Regions from separate parts of the Mus musculus genome. Here region 1 is linked to region 2. Evidence: chromatin contacts called from public Hi-C data. All regions are on one chromosome and are shown on one strand. The core of a region is the stretch at or near the end of the contact, and the rest is flanking DNA. Distances in the headings are between cores, read along the strand shown. Region 1 has its middle 130 kb from the start of Gm15663. Region 2 has its middle 21 kb from the start of Gm15663.

The links. A called contact is a pair of places that touch in the nucleus more often than the background predicts.
Region 1: a contact with region 2 is called in a Hi-C map of cerebellum, with 2.2 times the contacts expected there. The contact joins two enhancer-like sites. A contact is called at or near these places in 1 of 15 datasets of contacts at CTCF or cohesin (embryonic stem cells), 27 of 484 Hi-C or Micro-C datasets (8-cell embryo, the C2C12 cell line, the G1E-ER4 cell line and 18 more) and 1 of 115 datasets of contacts at active chromatin or transcription factors (embryonic stem cells).

The regions. Positions count from the first base shown.
Region 1 is chr10:105,703,657-105,706,356 of GRCm38.p6, forward strand. No RefSeq gene overlaps it. Among named protein-coding and RNA genes, the nearest start is that of Gm15663, 130 kb to the left of the region's middle. Within about 2 kb of position 1,330, at least 2 of the 459 cell types and tissues checked have an H3K27ac peak or open chromatin away from gene starts, as enhancers often do. A contact at or near this core is called in cerebellum, where this site is marked.
Region 2 is chr10:105,594,566-105,597,265 of GRCm38.p6, forward strand. No RefSeq gene overlaps it. Among named protein-coding and RNA genes, the nearest start is that of Gm15663, 21 kb to the left of the region's middle. Within about 2 kb of position 1,261, at least 5 of the 459 cell types and tissues checked have an H3K27ac peak or open chromatin away from gene starts, as enhancers often do. A contact at or near this core is called in cerebellum, where this site is marked.

The DNA.
Region 1 (2,700 bases), core at 80-2,579, 110 kb after region 2:
TGCTTACAAGATGTGCTGGGGTAAAGGTGTCAGAGCAATTGCGGAAGTGGCCAAACAAGGACCGGTACAATGAAATGATTTTTAATGATGCTATGATATACTTACAGGTTGATGTTTATCCCAATCATCATTGGAGGAGCTTCATCCAGAAACTGATGGAAACAGATGCAGAAACCCACAGCCAAACATTAGGAGGAGCTTGGGGAATATGATGGAAGATGTAGAGGAAGGAGACAGAAGTACTAAGGATACCACAAGAAAATTCATATAACCATCTAAAAGGGTACAGAGCATGCCAAACAGAAAGCATGCATGGGTCTGACCTAGGCCCTCTGTATATTTGTTATGGTTATGTAGCTTTGTGTTCTTATGATACCCCTGACAGTGGGAGCAGGGGCTGACTTGTCTGCCTGCTTTTGGGCCATTTTCCTCCTATTGGGTTGCCTCTTCCAACCTTAATATGAGGGTAGGTGCCTAGTCTTATTGCAACTTGATGTGCTGTGTTCATTTGATATCCCTGGGAGGCCTGTCCATTTCTAAAGAGACATAAAGGAGGAGAGGATTGTGGGGAGAGGGACGATGCCAGGAACGTCCTGGGAGGAGAGGAGGAAGGGGAAAATCCACTCAGGATGCAATACATGAAAGAATAAATTAATTAATTAAAAACAAAACAACACATAAACAGGTAGATAGATAGATAGATAGATAGATAGATAAAAATTAATTTCCTCCAAAAGTGTGACTCCAAAGGCAGTTGACAGATGAAGGGTTAATTTTCTTCTGTATAATAGGATATGTTATATGTGCCTAAAACCCATCTCATAATTGAATATTAATTTAATGGGCATAAAGCTCTTTAAATTAAAAAAAAAGTCTAAAATTATCACTCTGTTCTTATCTCCAACTCATTCCTTTATATTCCTTTATAAATCCAGTGTGACTGAGCCTGGATGACACTCGGTGGCACACTTTAAGATCTTGGTACAGTGCTGGACTAACAAGCAAATGTAACAGCAAGATGCCATCAACTCTGTGGAGCGGAAGAAGGAAATCTGCCCAGCCAGTAGCTTCTCCTTCCTACATCAAAAACAGCTCTCTCTCTCTCTCTCTCTCTCTCTCTCTCTCTCTCTCTCTCTCTCTCTCTCCCAGTCCCTCTCTCCTTCTCTTTCCCTCTGTCTCCTTCAATCCCCCTCCCTCTCTCATCTCTCTTTTTCCTTTTTTTTTTTTTTATTAATTTGCTTTACATCCGAATAGCAGCTTCCCCCACCTTTCTCTCCTCCCAGCCGTTTCCTCTCAGTTCCCCTCCTCCATCCTCCTGTCCTCAGGATGGATTGAAGGAGCCAGAGAGTCAAGGCTTGGATATTAACCATGCTTGGCTTATCAAGTTTCAGTAGGCCTAGGTGTATCCTCTCCTATTGAGGCAGACAAGGCAGCCCAGTTAGGGGAAAAGGATCATAAGGCAGGCAAGAGTCGGAGTTAGCCCCTGCCCCGCCCCCCATGGAGACCCAGCTGTACTCTATATGTGCAGAGGGCCTAGGTCCATCCTGTGCATGCTCCTGTTTGTTGGTTCAGTCTCTGCCGGCTCCTATAGGCCCAGGTTAGTGGATTCTGTAGGTTTCTTGTGGTTTCCTTGACCTCTCTGGCTCCTCCACTCTTTCCTTCCCTCGCTTCCATAGGATTCCCCAAACTCTGCTGAGTGTTTGGCTGTGGCTCTCTGCATCTGCTCTCATCAGCTGCTGGGTGTCCGCCTAGATGACAATCATGCTAGGCTCCTGTCTGCAAGTATAGCAGACCATCATTAATAGTGTCAGCGGTGGGCTCTCTTTCATGGCATGGGTCTAAAGCTGGGCCAATCCTTGTTTGGCCATTCCCTCAATATCTGCTCCATCTTTCCCTCTGCACATCTTGTAAGCAGTACAAATTGTGGATCTAAGGTTTTGTTGCTAGGTTAGTGTCCCAATCCCTCCATTGGAAGTCTTGCCTGGTTAAAGGAGATGGCTGTTTCAAGTTCTATATCTCCCATTGCTAGGAGTCTTAGATAGGGTCACCCTCATAGATTCCTGGGAGTTTCCATTGTCCTAGGTTTCTAGCTCATCCCAGAGATGACCTCCCCACCGCCTGCCAGTCTTTCAGTTCTCTCTTCTCCTTACACTTCCTCCTCTTTCCCTCCCTACACAGTTCTCTCCCTCCATCCGCCCCTCCAATGTCTATTTGATTTCTTCTCAGTGAGATTCAAGAGTCCATCCTTGGGACCTCAGTGTTGCTTAGCTTTTTTGGGTCTGTGTTTTGTAGCATGGCTATCCTGTACTTAATGGTTAATATCCACTTGGAATTTAGTACGTACTATGCTTGTCTTTCTGGGTCTAGGTTACATCACTCAGGATAATATTTTCTAGTTCCATTCACTTGCCTGCAAATATCATGATGTCAGTGTTTTTGATAGTTGACTAATATTCCATTGTGTAAATGTACCACATTTTCTTTCTCCAGTTTCTGGCCATTACGAATAAAGCTGCTATGAACATAGTTGAGCAAGTGTTCGTGTGTTGTGGTAAGGTGTCATTTGAGTATATGCCCAGAAGTGGTATAGTGCGGTCTTGGGGTAGAACTATTTCCAACTTACTGAGAAACTGCCAAAGTGATTTCCAAAATGACTGTACAAGTCTGTACTCCCACCAGCAATGGAGGAGTTTTCGCTTT
Region 2 (2,700 bases), core at 11-2,510:
CCCTCTCCTGGTGTGTCTGAAGACAGTGATAGTGGACTCATATACAATAAATAAATAATAAATAAATAAATCTCTTTTTTAAAAAGGAAGCATCTTTGACTAAGCTGAACAGCAGAACTAATCTGTGGGTATAATCATAAAGATATGGAAAGCAGATTGACAACATGTCCATTACCACAAACAATAATATCAAGTTCCCTGCTAGGATGTATGGCCTCCATAGCCAATGGGCTTTTTACATTGTTGACAGTACTAAGCATTAATTTCCTTTCATGAAATTGGAATTTGGTGTTGTAGCATGTATGGCCCACAACAGTGTAAGACCATCTAAGTCTTCTCTCCCAGAAGCCTACAAAGACCCTTTGACCCAATGAACAGTAGCCAGAAGATGGACTCTCCCCATTCATGACCAGCTTGATTTCTCTGGGTCCTGTATCCAAAGACAGTGGTGTCTTAAAAAAAACTGCATCTTGCTATTTAGTTATGGTGGGCATCCAAGAGCAATAGCAATGGGCTGGACTCTGGGGCCTCCTTACTCAGTAAGTTAGAGAGATGTGTCTCGCTCCTGGTACTGAGATTTCTGGTTAATAATCATGGAAAACGCACTGATCACCACCATTTCAAGAATCTTAAGATGTACCATTTAGCTAAAATTAGCCTTCTATACCCTTCCATTCGAAATCTATAACAAAACTGATATAATGATTTTATGAGAAAATTTCCCATCAATATCAGGTCAAAATGCCATCACAGTATAAGTTAAATTAAACTTCATCCATATATTTGATCTATGGATTAAAGGAACAAGCCCCCAGAAATTCCATACGTGCATGGAAAAAATGTGTTCTATCATAACACCATTAAAATATTACTCAATTCTGTCTACCTAAGTACTACTCACCTATGACCTCTATATGCAAAGATTAATCCCTAATGCAGACTAGAAACTTTTTTATTTAATCATGCTGTAAACAGGACCAAACCATCTACAAGTGGAGAGGGCTGGGGACGACATGCTTCTTGTCACTCCTGTATTGCTCACTCAATCCTGACTTTCCTCTCACACTGAGTTGTATTAGCTGGGTGTGTGTCTAGACCCTGGCATCTGCTTTGTTTCCCCCCGTTTCAATAGCCATCTGGATGTAACACTTAACTATGCACCCAAGCCCACTTGGCTGGCTCCCTAACAGCCTGGCCTGCAGAGACTTGACAGGCTTTCCTACTAAGGCTGAACTGTTACCTGGACGTCTCTCGCCTTGAAGAGGTTCTGCTGTATATAATGTCAAACCACAGTTCCCTCAGCCTCTTGACTTCAGTGTAGCCTGATGCCTATGGACGTCTTTGGCTCTGTTCCCGTCCAACAGATTGAATTTGCTTGGGTTGCTGTAACTCCTGGAAGCAGGCCCAAGTTCATTGCAAATTTTTGGATCCTGTACGTTGGACTGCAAGAGATTCTCTTCATGAAGTCACCCAACAGCTGAGGTAGTTTTTCCAACCATGGTAACTGCTTTTTCAGCACCTTCAACAATATTATGCTGCTAAGGTCCCCAGGAGCCTCGCTCCTTTATATGTTCCCTTTCATGAGTCTGTTGGAACTCACAAATTCAGTAGAGTCTTCTCAACTGGAATACACAGCAACTGAGGAGTATTTTTAAATGTGTGTGTGTGTGTGTGTGTGTGTTTGTAGATCTAGTAATAAAGTGTGGGTTCTTATTCTGATACCATTGTCTTATACTTATAAAGTTATTTAGTAATATTTACTTGATTTTTATTTAAGTAGCTATGCTTACTGCTTAAGTTTAATGTTCTAAATAAAGAAATACAACTGTGCTTATAAATAAAATAACCTACATATTTAAACTTTTACATAATTGTGTGTAAAAATAAATTCAAAATTTGAGCTCAAGGTGGCTATAGTTCAGTTGGTATGGTACCTACCATACCATACATACCTTATACCATACCATACCATACCATACCATACCATACCATACCATACCATACCATACCATACATGAGTCCCTGAATCAGACCCACAGCACTACATAAATAGGGTATGATGCCACATACCCATCAGTCTGTAATCCTAGCAGTCAAAAGCTAGAGGGAGGCGTATCCGTATTTCAAGCTTCTCCTACACTACTACATAATAGGTTCTAAGCCAGCCTGGACTACATGAGAACTTCAGAAAGAAAAAGGGCGATGGGGGGTGGGGCAGGGAGGATGGAAGGAAGAAAAGATACTAAGGAAATTCATTTATATTTTAGAGAAAAACACATATTTAGTTCGCTAAATCATCAGGATTGCAGGAGGGCAGCAGGCCTATGCTCCATTTTATATTATAAGTGCTGAAAAATGGGATATATTCAAAACCACAAGTTAACACCTATATTATTTCTCTAAATTTGCATTGCCATTATTAATCTTTGTCACTTTATGCTGGTTTCCTTTGAAAGTGAGACTTTGTTTCCTAGGATAATACTTGTGTGAGCTTCTGATTACCAAAGCCAATAGGTATTTTGAACTGATATCTAGAGGGTGTAGCAGGGCTAGTCTTTTCTAGATTCTTCTGTAGAGTATAATATTTCACATGAGAGGATGATTTCTCTTTGAGGCTCCATCTTCTGAATGTGAATCATGGAAGACCTGTAACTGGTTGGGATGTGGTACAGGTAGGAGGCTATTGTGTATCCCAATCTT